Linked DNA regions of Zea mays: regions 1, 2 and 3 are each linked to region 4. The links are chromatin contacts, called in public Hi-C maps. All regions are on one chromosome and are shown on one strand. The core of a region is the stretch at or near the end of the contact, and the rest is flanking DNA. Distances in the headings are between cores, read along the strand shown. Region 1 holds the start of LOC542554 (protoporphyrinogen IX oxidase (plastidic)1). Region 2 holds the start of LOC100272876. Region 3 holds the start of LOC100279991. Region 4 holds the start of LOC103634647 (peptidyl-prolyl cis-trans isomerase-like).

Region 1 (3,387 bases), core at 622-3,121, 220 kb after region 4:
ATTTATACCTTCGGCTTGACAGAAGGTGAAAATCCAAGTGTGACGTGCGAGTGAATACAAGTCAGCGTGAGCAGTACGGTGCTACTGTTCATCTATTTATAGGCATAGGACGCAGCCTGCGTAAAATTACATCCATGCCCTTGACATTTACTATTGACTTAGGGATAATCTATCGAGAACTAGACAACCCTTTCCCCTTTAAGTCGGTTTCATTTTCCACCGCTAAGCCGAAGCTTCTCCATAGGTAGCTTCGGAACTGGTTCATCCTTCTCCCGAACCGCGCTTTTCATAACGTGTACAACTTCATCCCAAGGCCGAAGGTCCCTGTATATATATTATACTTGGAAAACATGTTAGCCGTGTTTTTGAGGACCTTCGGAAGATGAAGGCCCCCAACACGACCTATCCATAAAACCAACCTATCCACAAAACCGACCCCATTCACCCTTCATTTGCCTCGCCAACAACCCTAATTAGGTTGTTGGTTTAGATTTTTTTGGGTCAGTTTGGTCTTCACCATCCACTGTCACTCCACAAACTCAATATCAATAAACAGACTCAATCACCCAAACTGACCATACCCATAAAACCGCCCCACCCTTCCAGCGCCTCGCCAGAAACCAGAAACCCTGATTCAGAGTTCAAACTTAAAACGGACATAACTTTCACCTTGGAACTCGAATCAGGTCCATTTTTTTCCAAATCACACAAAATTAATTTCGCATCCGATAATCAAGCCATCTCTTCACTATGGTTTTAAGTGTTGCTCACACTAGTGTATTTATGGACTAATCACCTGTGTATCTCATATCAATAACATATCAGTACATCTAAGTTGTTACTCAATTACCAAAACCGAATTATAGCCTTCGAAAAAGGTTATCGACTAGTCACTCAATTACCAAAACTAAACTTTGGACTTTCATGTATGACATCCAACATGACACTGTAATGGACTAAACCACCTTTCAAGCTACACAAGGAGCAAAAATAACTAATTTTCGTAGTTGTAGGAGCTAAAGTATATGTCCACAACAATAGTTAAGGGAAGCCCCCAAGGACTTAAAAGTCCTTTTACCTCTTGAAACTTTTGTCGTGGTCTACTTTTTCACTTTAAACTTCAAAATTTGACATTTTATCACCCCTTAACTCTTAAAACCATTTAAATTACATTCTTACTAGATTATAGATGATTTTGTTGTGAAAAGTTTTTAAGACATGTTTACACATTGATTAAAATCATTTGTTCAATTTGCTAGAGTTAAATCTAATCTTATTAAAACTATTAGAGATACTTTCATGAGCTCTAAATATTTTATTTTTTTCATTATAGAATTTTGTTAGAATTCTTATAGACCTTTTTTGTGGTTTAAAAGCCTTGCCATGCTTTTAACAAGTTATTTTTTTTCTATTTTTTGAAATTGTCTTGGAAACCACTTCTAACCCGGTAGAAGATTTATTTTGCTACACTTATATGTACAACAAAATCAACTTATGAAATTGTCTTGGAAACTACTTCTAACCCGGTAGAATGAATTTGAATGAAAATTAAACCAACTTAAGGAATCGCCCAACATATGTCTATTAAAGTGGATATGGATACATATGAAGAATCCCTAGAGAGTTAATGTAAATGGTTTCATAATTGAGGGGTTATGATGTCCGGTTTTGAAGTTTGAGGGGAAGATTAGACCATAACGGTAGTTCACAGAGATAAAAGGGTTATTTTTCATCCTGTGCCTCAAATTCAGCCTGCAACCAAGGCCAGGTTCTAGAGCGAACAAGGCCCACGTCACCCGTGGCCCGTCAGGCGAAGCAGGTCTTGTGTAGACTTTGAGAGGGATTGGATATTAACGGAACCAATCACGCACGGGAATGCGATTCCCAGCCCACCTGTAACGTTCCAGTGGGCCATCCTTAACTCCAAGCCCAACGGCCCTACCCCATCTCGTCGTGTCATCCACTCCGCCGCACAGGCGCTCAGCTCCGCAACGCCGCCGGAAATGGTCGCCGCCACCGCCACCGCCACCGCCATGGCCACCGCTGCATCGCCGCTACTCAACGGGACCCGAATACCTGCGCGGCTCCGCCATCGAGGACTCAGCGTGCGCTGCGCTGCTGTGGCGGGCGGCGCGGCCGAGGCACCGGCTTCCACCGGCGCGCGGCTGTCCGCGGACTGCGTCGTGGTGGGCGGAGGCATCAGTGGCCTCTGCACCGCGCAGGCGCTGGCCACGCGGCACGGCGTCGGGGACGTGCTTGTCACGGAGGCCCGCGCCCGCCCCGGCGGCAACATTACCACCGTCGAGCGCCCCGAGGAAGGGTACCTCTGGGAGGAGGGTCCCAACAGCTTCCAGCCCTCCGACCCCGTTCTCACCATGGCCGTACGCTCCTCGCTGGCGCCGCAGCGTCTTCTTCTCAGACTCATGCGGAGCCATGGAATTGAGATGCTGAATGGATTTTATGCGCGCGCGCAGGTGGACAGCGGACTGAAGGATGACTTGGTTTTTGGGGACCCAAACGCGCCGCGTTTCGTGCTGTGGGAGGGGAAGCTGAGGCCCGTGCCATCCAAGCCCGCCGACCTCCCGTTCTTCGATCTCATGAGCATCCCAGGGAAGCTCAGGGCCGGTCTAGGCGCGCTTGGCATCCGCCCGCCTCCTCCAGTTCGTGCTCTCCCCATGCTGCATTTTTAAATCTTGTGTGTTTGATTGTTGCGTTGCCACGGGGCTGAGCGTTTCTGGCGGAGGTTTCAGGGCCGCGAAGAGTCAGTGGAGGAGTTCGTGCGCCGCAACCTCGGTGCTGAGGTCTTTGAGCGCCTCATTGAGCCTTTCTGCTCAGGTGCTTATTGCAGTGTGTTATTGTTGTTTGTTCTGGCCTGCTACTTGCAGCGGTTAGCCGATTACCATAAGAATTTAACAACTTTGTAAACCTAAGGTGTCTATGCTGGTGATCCTTCTAAGCTCAGCATGAAGGCTGCATTTGGGAAGGTTTGGCGGTTGGAAGAAACTGGAGGTAGTATTATTGGTGGAACCATCAAGACAATTCAGGAGAGGAGCAAGAATCCAAAACCACCGAGGGATGCGTAAGAGATTGATGCATTTTCTTTTTGTTCCGTTAATTGGCTGTTCTGCCATATTGATCTGTTTTAACCTCTTTTAGCCGCCTTCCGAAGCCAAAAGGGCAGACAGTTGCATCTTTCAGGAAGGGTCTTGCCATGCTTCCAAATGCCATTACATCCAGGTTTGTTCTTTTTTTTTTTGTATATTTACTAACAAACATATCCGTGTATTAGTGTATTACAACGAAATGTATATCTTGTTACACTGTCACCTGAACGACTAGCAGCCCAGATATATTTGCAACGATTGTTTCATTTGTTCCAATACATTT
Region 2 (3,239 bases), core at 680-3,179, 200 kb before region 4:
CGTGAGTGCATATGAGATTCTAGTTGGTAGTAAGATCATGCTCAGTAGTAAGGAGTTTGCCCGGATCTTTGAATAATAAACAACGCGGCGCACAGATTAGCGCAATCATTTATATATGCCCTTGATAATTTGTATTACTATACTTCTATGGCTTTGAAGTACCTAAAATTACATCAGTAACTGTCTCCTTCAAAAATGAGAAACAATTCAATAATGTAAAGCATTCTCCATCACGAGAAGAACCAAATATGCCTACGCTATGTAGCAGAGGAATGGAGCTATCATACATACTCATATAGAGCTTCGTTCAGCGCCGCACAAAGTGTGCTGATAACAATGGATTTACATCATCTACCGAATCTTTGCAGCCTCCTTCGGCGTATCTCATCAACTGTGAGTTCTCCAGTACCTCCAGCCTGATGATACTGCCTCAGCGAAAAATCATGGTCCTCTCGTGCAGTGCTGCACATCTCACAGATATCTGTGGAAACTGAGTTGTCATAGGTGCAGGCTGGGCATCTCCATAGACCTCGAGGAGTATCTCTTGCTGATTGCCGGCGCCCAACCCTGCCCCGGCCTCTAAAGCGTCCCTGTGGATGGGCAGACCATAGAAGATTCTGCGCAAATCTTACTGGCCAGGTCACGACTTTGGTAATGCTTGACACCAGAAGAGTGAGGGGATCTGGCCCATTCAACGCCCGCTTCAGCCAAAGGTAAACCAATCCAGCAAGTATTCCACTGAGATGGCCAAGAAAAGATGTGCCAGGAATGAAGACCTGGATGAGGATCAACTCAGCCCAGGCAGCGTATTTCGCCGGAATGACCATCCCATGCAGATAGACAAAATCTTCTGACCAGGCGTTCAGCACAACCTTCATGGCAAACAGAACACCAGAGAACCCAACCGCGTATTGGTCGTAGTACGCAGTATAATCACCAAGCAAGAGTAGGCCTTTGGACAAGAGCAGCGCGATGCCCTGTGACAGCCCAAGCAATGCAGCAACCATGGAAGCGAACTCGACACTACCCATGGATGTTTCAAGCTGAATACCCTTCCATAGGAGCGATGTCATATTGTAGAACAGGTGGCTTTCGCTCAAGTGGTAGAATGGTGACAAGAAGAAGCGCACCAAGTCGCCATTCTGCAAAAGTGTTAAATCACAGTTAGTTAGTTTGCGAACTTAGAACTGGTCAACTGAATACACTGCTATGTGCTATGCCTATATGTGTGATTTGCTATGGGGAATCATTGGGGGCGATGGTGTAGTAGCAAATTTGTAAGTGGACCAATCTCATTATTATTGGTGGCGGTTATTCTTCCCCCTTGTCTACCACATACCCCCAACAACTGCAAGTCTGCTGCAAGTCGCGGTCTCGCAGATCAACAGAAAAACAGGGGTGGGATTTCGATACGTGTACAGGAATTTCGTTTTCTAACTGCGCTACGGATGAGTAGGTAAGATTGGGTACCTCGACGATGAGCCGCGGATTGAAGGAGACGCGTGTGACAGAGGGCAGGATCCCGTCGAGCGCCCCGGGACGGAGATAGATGAGCGCGTTGCCGGCGAGCAACGCCGCCGTCACGGGCGGCCGAGAGGCGCCCGCGCGGCCGTACTCGATCAGAACCTGAAGCGCCAGCAGTGGGAGCATCCCTCCCGACGCCCCTGCGCCGAAACCGCGCCGCCGGCCGCGGCTCATGCCGGACCCCATCTCTGCTTCCACAGTCACACGCAAACTCTCTGCTATCCAATTCTCTCCTTCGGTGGCTTCCTATCGCTTTGCGAGTACCATGGTCCTTTTATCAGTTGGGGGGAATTTCCGTGTCTTTCTTCGGGCGCAAGGGAAGGAATGGATGGCGGCGAGGCGACAGGCGATCGAACCTTCCAGATGACTCTGGCTGCCGCGCCGCCCCCAATTCGCTTGGTCTCGTTCTCGTTTCCTTTTTTTCACACTTGTCTATTTTTCTTCTTCTTCATATTTATAGTACAATGCTCTTTCGGTGTACCGTCATATTTGATAAGTAACTCTAGCAAACAGTTTGGACGAAGTGCCCTTAATCATTATACTAGGTACTTGTCCGTGCGATGTCACGGAACATGATTATAATGATGACGACAAAATCCGTGATTAAACATAGATACATAACGATATAAATACATAATATTATTATAAATATTTTGATCCAAATATTATTATAAATAACGTACAGAGGGATGTCACTGTCGCGATAGTGAATTCCTCTGTGTGTTATTTCTTAGACACCGACATGGGTAAGCCTGGCCCAGATATGCGTGATCAATCTTGTTTCTGCCGAGATTAGGCACCGACGACTACAATATGTGCCCTAGAGTAAGAAAAATAATCCAAAACTCAGCGGTTAGAATTCTATTGCGATAGGCGATCGAACCTTCCAGATGACTCTGGCTGCCGCGCCGCTCCCAATTCGCTTGGTCTCGTTCTCGTTTTTTTCCGTACTTGTCTATTTTTCTTCTTCTTCATATTTATAAGTACAATGCTCTGTCGGTGTTATACCACACCGTCATATTTGATAAGTAACTCTAGCAAACGATTTGGACGAAGAGCCCTTAATCATTATATTGGTTCCAAGTAGAAGTTACAACACATCAATCTAAACATGTTGCAACCAAGAAGTTTAGGAATTCAAAATAATAAGTCTTTATGATGGTAAAGATTTATGGGATCATACCTCTTCTATTCCTCTTTACAACGCAGGACGAGTGTCCTGACGGGCCAATGGTCGACGCAGGCAGCATGGAACGCGTGCGTGAAGGCCGACATCACACGTCTTCGCTCCTCGACGCGTGCAACATCAAGTCACACAGGGTATGAGGGAGAGTCGATGACAGTCTCATCGTCGGTGCAGCCACACGTGGAGGGGAAGGCGAAGCTCAGGAGGCGGCGGATGTCGGCAGGCAAGAGCCTGACGCTGAGAGGCAGCGACGAAGGGACATGGTCGAGCGATAGGATGTGGTAGCAGTTGCCACGATGGTGGCGGAAGGCACACACGGCGAGGACGAGGACAAGGAGCAACAAGGCGGACACGATAGCGAAGAGAATGACTGCGAGTGCAGCCGCCTGCAAAGGGAGTGGTAGGAGGTGCACGCCAAAGCATGGCCGGTGGCGCGCGCCCCGTGCTTGGCTTCTCTTCCCTGTCCTAGGGCGACCTCGAGCACGGTGGCACGTCGGCTTCGACCGGAGCGAGTGGGGCCATTTGGATG
Region 3 (3,319 bases), core at 242-2,741, 160 kb after region 4:
TCCTCTGCTTACATCATCTTGACTCGCGGAACACTCGGCCTGCAGGGTCTTCCTCTTCTGTTGGCGCCAGGACTCGTCGTCCTTTCCTGTCCCAGCACCATTGCCGGAGCAGACCGATGAGGTGGCGGTGGCGCCCGCAGCCTCTGACGCCTTCCTGGTCTCTACTTCTTTCTGCGGAGGAGTCATGTTGTTGTTGCTAGGTCTTTCTTGCTGCAGGTTACCAGCCGTCGGCGTCGGCGGTGGCGCTGCTGCTGCGCATGGAAACCGCACCTCCTTGGGCTGCTGCGACGGCCACGCCGTCCTCTGGTCCACGAACACGGCGGGGGCAGCTGCAGTTCTCGGCCCACTGGCACTGGCCGACTGTAGCACCGTCGACTCCACGCGGGTGCTCGTGGTGGCATTGGACGCCTTGTCGGTGCCTGTCTGTGGCGGCCTCTGCCGCAGGCTGGCACGCGCCATGGCTGCCGGCCTAGAGAAGATGGAGAAGTTCATCAAAGCCTCCCCGCCGCCGCTCTCCTGCCGAGGCTTCCTGGCGGGCGCGAGCTCAGCTTGTGGTTGTGGCTCAGGCCTGCCGGCTGGACCTGGTACTGGTGCGCGGTGGGTTTCCTTTGAGGGCTCTGGTCCTCTGCCGGTGGTGGGATTGGGAACCGGGGTGCTCCGGTTGTCGTTGTCGTCGCCGGTGTGCTGGACTGCTGGTGGTGGTGGTGGTGGTGGTGGCAGAGGGCCGAGGCTCGTCGTCGCCGCCGCCGCATGCAGCTCCGAGAAGAAATCTGGGATGAAGCTATCTGCCAGGGCAGGCGCGGCGGGACTGGCTTCGTCGACGATGGGGATGGGGTAGTGGATCCACGGCACGGTGTCGTCGAGGTCGGCGTTGTCACGGGGGGCGTCTAGGCCGGCGGTGGCCGAGGAGAAGTCGGCAAAGAGACCTCCTCCCGTCTTGAGCAGCGGCGGCACCGGCTGCCTTTGTTGAGCTCTGCTGCTGCAGGTGAAGGTGAAGGGCGGGAAGGCGGCCTGCTGGGGCGGGTGTTTCCTCGTCCGCGCGTGCACCACCGCCTGGCCGTTCTCCCATAGCAGCTCGGCGAAGTCGCTGCTGTCGGACCTGCTAGGCAGCGGTGTTAGCAAGCAAGCAAGCAAGCAAGAACCCGGAGACAAGGTTGAGCTTGAATGAGAAGGAACCGCTCACATGGTGCCGGGGGTCGGAGCTCGCAGCTGGGAGAGGACAGAGGACACACGCTTGGCTTGATGAAGGTGATGGGAGCAGCAGGGCTCCTTGCTCATAAGATACGGTGTCGGTGAGCAAAGCACTGGGAACGGACGTCGTAGATAGGTGCAGTGCAACATGCAACAGGAGACGCTGCTGCTTGGTGTAGACTGTAGAGTGCTACAGGAGGGAAGGTCGTCGGGACGGGAGCTCTCGCGGCGAGCGGGGGCAGGAGGGGCACAGTTGTTGTTGATAAGGTGGGGGACCTGGGCAAGCGCTAGCTGTGACGGAAATGGACAAGCAAGCACGGTGCTCTGTACCGGCCAAGCTAGGTGTGTATCCACTGTGCTGTGCTTGCCACAGTCTCTTCCTTGTACTCTTCTTCCTCTCCTAGCTAGGAGTTGAGTTGGGCATACAGTGGCAATTATTTTTCGTTGCGCAGTTGGCTGATCCCACAACCACAAGCTTGTTACTACTACTGCTCCGTAGTACTAGTACTTGCACAGCGAGATCTAAATGATTGGATGGCTTCTTTCTTCCTTCCCTGCTGCGCACCTTGACAGCCTGCGCAAAGCAACTGCACCCCAACCCCCCAAGTGTGCATGTACTTGCTGGTACAGAAACCGAGCCGTCTATGGGCATGCGAATTAACAATTACTATCAGAACCGACGGCTTTGCCGAGTGTCTGAAACACTCGGCAAAGCCTTAAAAACACTCGTCAAAGGTTTTACCGAGTGTCGCACTCGGCAAAGAGGGCTCGGCACACAGTGCATCGGCAAAGTCTTCTTTGCCGAAAAAATTTTCTCGGGCACTCGACAAAGTGATTTGCCGAGTGCCAGAGAACACTCGGCAAAGAAAAGCAGACGTTACGGCGCCGGGTGACGAAGACGGCGTCTTTGCCGAGTGACTGCCTGACAACACTCGGCAAAGAATCCGCCGGAGGGGTTCCCCATGTCAGGTACTTTGCCGAGTGCTTGGTGTGGCACTCGGCAAAGCGTGCTTCTTTGCCGAGTGCCAGAGCCATTACACTTGGCAAAGAACCTATACCGGTGCCCAGGTCTTGGTTCTTTGCCGAGTGTTATGGTTCTGACACTCGGCAAAGAGGTGCTTTGCCGAGTGTTACACTCGTCAAGACCAGTACACACCTTTTTTATTTGTTTTCCCTATTCCATCCAAACAAACAAAAGATATTTCATAGATATCACATATATACATCACAGACATATATAGCCAACACAAACAGTATTAACACAAATTCTGACATAAGTATTCAACATAAGTTGAGAGGTTCTCAACACAAACAGTATTAACAGAAGTTCAGAAGTATCAACACAAGTTTACACGCTCTGACAAGTATTCAACATAAGTTTTGTGTTCGAAACACTAAATACATAACTCTCATGGAGGTGGGCGGTTGGACTGGTGCTGCGTTAGGTTGTACCCTTCATGAGGGTTGTTGGATGCCGCCCCAGATTGGCCCTGCACAGAGAAGAGATTGCATGTGTTATACCAGATGCATTACCAACATGTAACTACAATTTTGGTACTCACAGAAGTATGGAACATAGCAGGGTCAACTGCAGGGAACAATGGAGGTGGCGGAGCGAAACCCTGTGCAGCGCCTGTTGGAGACTTGTTCTCAAATGCTATGAGTTAAGAACAAGGCAACATAGAAAAATGTTAATTGTTGAAGTCCTTCGTCCTTCGAAGCATTATTCCTCTCAGGATATAATGATTTTCGGACGAAGGTTATGAAGGGTGTACCTTCATAAATACAATGACGAAGGATGAATTATAAGGAATATAAAGAATATCATAGGCAATTACACATTATTATTATTAATTTATCTTTGCATTATTATTATGCAAAAACAGAAATAACATCGAATTACAAATGTACCTTCAGCTTGAAGGAGATGAAAGTACAAGTGTGACGCAAAAGCGATTGTCAGATCAACGTGAACAGTACGGGGGTACTGTTCACCTATTTATAGGCACAGGACACAGCCCATACAAAATTACATTTATGCCCTTTACATTTGATAATAATTCTATAGTAATCTATCGAGGTCTGAATAGCCTTTTCATCTTTAAGTCGGTTTCATTTTTTGCTATCA
Region 4 (3,322 bases), core at 756-3,255:
TTGATCTACGGATTTACCTCCCGTGTCGAGGTCGAGATGCCCATTGGTTCCCATGGATGTCTTGATGGGCTTGGCATCCTTCATTCCAAACTTGGTGAGTATGTCTTGAATGTACTTTGTTTGGCTGATGAAGGTGCCTTCTTGGAGTTGCTTGACTTGAAATCCTAGAAAATACTTCAATTTCTCCATCATAGACATCTCGAATTTTTGTACCATGATCCTACTAAACTCTTCACATATAGATTTGTTAGTAGACCCAAATATAATATCATCAACATAAATTTGGCATACAAACAAATCTTTTGCAATAGTTTTAGTAAAGAGAGTAGGATCGGCCTTTCCAACTTTGAAGCCATTAGTGATAAGAAAATCTCTTAGGCATTCATACCATGCTCTTGGGGCTTGCTTGAGCCCATAAAGCGCCTTAGAGAGTTTGTAAACATGGTTAGGGTACTCACTATCTTCAAAGCCGGGAGGTTGCTCAACATAGACCTCTTCCTTGATTGGTCCATTGAGGAAGGCACTCTTCACGTCCATTTGATAAAGCTTAAGCCATGGTAAGTAGCATAGGCAAGTAATATACAAATTGACTCAAGCCTAGCTACGGGTGCATAGGTTTCACCAAAATCCAAACCTTCAACTTGTGAATATCCCTTGGCCACAAGTCGTGCTTTGTTCCTTGTCACCACACCATGCTCATCTTGCTTGTTGCGGAATACCCACTTGGTTCCTACAACATTTTGGTTAGGACATGGAACTAAATGCCATACCTCATTCCTTGTGAAGTTGTTGAGCTCCTCTTGCATCGCCAGCACCCAACATCGCCTGACCAGTCTGTTGGTGAACAGTACGCCCGTGCCGAGCGGCGCACCGTGCTCGTTACCCCTTCTATAAGAAGCTTCCCTTGCACGTCGAGGATACGCAGATCTCGGATGTCGGGGCCCAAGAAGAGTGCCCCAGCAGCACACATTTGTGGCTCCAAGTGCTATATTCGTTATGTCCCTGGGCCCACATGTCGGGGCTCAATACCTTTGTGCATGCCCCCCTTCGGCTACAAAAGGGGAGGCATGCGGCGTTACAAGACAGACCCAATCTTAGGCAGACACTCACAAGTTCATACAAGCTCCCGAGCAATACATCACACAGTGGAGTAGGGTATTACGCTCCAGCAGCCCGAACTACTCTAAACCCCCGCGTGCTCCCGTGTGTTGATCCACCAGTCTCGTAACAAGCAAAACGCTTAGGCCCCTCCTCTTTTTAGGATTTAGGGCGGGTGCAATCCGCCACCCGGTCAGAGAGATTTCCTCTCCGACACGTGTGATCGGTTGAGATGGAAAGGCGATGACAAGGGCGATGCGGGTGATGTTCATCATTAATGGCAATGATGCCTCTATACCCTGACTAACAAACGTTATGAATATGTATACCTCACATATACTATGTAAACACAGCATGTATTAAAAATAAAAAATATAATATATAACTAGAGAAAAATAAAAATATATGAACATATACAGAGAACATAAAAGTAAAAGAGAGATAAAAAATAAATAAAATAAAAGTGATATAAACGAAAAATAAATAAAATAAAAGTGATATAAACGAAAAATAAATAAAAGAAACATAAAAACAATAGTAAAACCCTATAGAAAACAAAAAGGAAATGCAGATGAAAGGAAAGAAAAAAATGCAACACGCTGCCTTGACGGCGGACATCAGTGCCGGCCTGCCGGCCATGCTCTGACTCCTCCAGGCCCAACGATAGCCCAACAACAATTAAGGGCCCTCTGCCACACCGCAGGCTACCCCAACATGCCAATCCTTGTTGCCTCCGGAGACCTGGCCTCAGCCCCTTCCCCGGCCATTCGAGCGCCGCCCTGCTCGCCTGCCCTTGCCCACTACGCCCTCTTGATTTCTCCCTCCATTCCGATATATTTAAGCGAAAAAAAATCCGATAAGCCAAGCCAAACCCAAACCCAACCATGGCGTGCATGCCGGCTGTGTCTGCCCCCTCCGTCCTCGCGCCGGCACCGGCGTCGACCCGCACCCACCTCTGCTACTCAACGGAAATGCGACGCGGCGCGCTCTCCCTCCGTCCCGCCCGCGCTATCCCCACGTTGAGGCTCGGCGGCCACCGCGACGCCCGTGGCGCTGTCGTCGTCCGCGCCACTGCGGCAGAGGTATTTGTGGCTACGGGCACCTACGGCGCTCCCCGAGGCCAAGCGCGTTGTGACAGACTGCCGGTGTTTCGCTGCAGGGAGCCGTGGAGCTGCAGGCCAAGGTGACGAGCAAGTGCTTCTTCGACGTGGAGGTCGGCGGGGAGCCTGCGGGCCGCATCGTCATCGGGCTCTTCGGAGAGGTCGTACCTAAGACCGTCGACAACTTCCGTGCGCTCTGCACTGGTGCGTACGCTATGGATTGGATTTGAATCAGCGCTGGTCACAATAGCTTTACGAGTCGAATTTACCGAGCATTGCTGCTCTTTTGGTTGCGGGGCAGGTGAGAAAGGGTACGGCTACAAGGGCTGCTCCTTCCACCGGATCATCAAGGACTTTATGATTCAAGGCGGGGACTTCCAGCAAAACAATGTAAGCATTTTTTACCTGTACGCAATTGGTCTGAATGGCCACTGCAGATTTTGTTAAATATTCCTACAACTGAAGAAGATGTGAGTAGAATTGAAGTTCCTATTCATCATTCAACATAGTAAATCATTGCTCACAAGTAACAATAGAATGAACACCAACATGGATGGAAAACCTGAAAGCAGGACAAAATCAGTTATGATTTTTTTGCTGCCAAGACATCCAGTCTATTAAGCTCGGCCAGATAAAGTTATATTGCACCTATTGATTTGCATACTCGCTGCAAGTCTCCTAATAGTTAAGTTTCATGCCTTGCTCAAAAATCAGTTTATTAGTTATGGGATCTACTATGGATTTTAGGATGACTATCACCAGTCAATGGCAATCATATGGGGCACATGTTTATTGGCATATGGGTTTAAGATATAGAACTAGAACCTATATTTCCAGTGCATCAAGCCCTCCACAATCCATGGAATTTGTTGAGCCTGTTTGGATCAGATTCATATTGTTTCTATGGGCAAGCTTGTGGAACATTGAGCATTATCTCATATTCTCATCCAATGTCTATTAGGATATCACTCTGTACTATAATCGCACCTTGAAGTTAGCATCCAGCTATCTGCATTGGATCACTAAATATCTATTCTCCAATGTGTAGATGACCATTTTACAAACCATTAGCACAATGCAGCTCTCTTTATGCAATTTGTCACTTCTATTTCCACCGTTAATCA

Evidence for each region. A called contact is a pair of places that touch in the nucleus more often than the background predicts.
Region 1: a contact with region 4 is called in a Hi-C map of ear, with 2.9 times the contacts expected there. The contact joins the promoter of LOC542554 here to the promoter of LOC103634647 in region 4. A contact is called at or near these places in 3 of 25 Hi-C or Micro-C datasets (ear, leaf and tassel).
Region 2: a contact with region 4 is called in a Hi-C map of ear, with 2.1 times the contacts expected there. The contact joins the promoter of LOC100272876 here to the promoter of LOC103634647 in region 4. A contact is called at or near these places in 3 of 25 Hi-C or Micro-C datasets (ear, leaf and tassel).
Region 3: a Hi-C map of leaf shows a contact between it and region 4, with 3 times the contacts expected there. The contact joins the promoter of LOC100279991 here to the promoter of LOC103634647 in region 4. A contact is called at or near these places in 2 of 25 Hi-C or Micro-C datasets (both in leaf).

What each region holds. Positions count from the first base shown.
Region 1 is chr8:1,198,824-1,202,210 of Zm-B73-REFERENCE-NAM-5.0, reverse strand. It overlaps LOC542554 (protoporphyrinogen IX oxidase (plastidic)1), which reads left to right and starts at 1,871. Exons shown (of 9, transcript NM_001112094.2): 1 at 1,871-2,381; 2 at 2,475-2,660; 3 at 2,751-2,835; 4 at 2,932-3,079; 5 at 3,157-3,237. The coding sequence starts at 2,004.
Region 2 is chr8:1,616,574-1,619,812 of Zm-B73-REFERENCE-NAM-5.0, reverse strand. It overlaps LOC100272876, which reads right to left and starts at 1,929. Exons shown (of 2, transcript NM_001147329.1): 1 at 1,471-1,929; 2 at 116-1,142. The coding sequence starts at 1,710. The coding sequence ends at 348.
Region 3 is chr8:1,249,249-1,252,567 of Zm-B73-REFERENCE-NAM-5.0, reverse strand. LOC100279991 reads right to left here and starts at 1,491. Exons shown (of 8, transcript NM_001361011.1): 1 at 1,184-1,491; 2 at 13-1,099. The coding sequence starts at 1,341.
Region 4 is chr8:1,414,482-1,417,803 of Zm-B73-REFERENCE-NAM-5.0, reverse strand. LOC103634647 (peptidyl-prolyl cis-trans isomerase-like) reads left to right here and starts at 2,005. Exons shown (of 7, transcript NM_001301601.1): 1 at 2,005-2,180; 2 at 2,258-2,402; 3 at 2,500-2,588. The coding sequence starts at 2,070.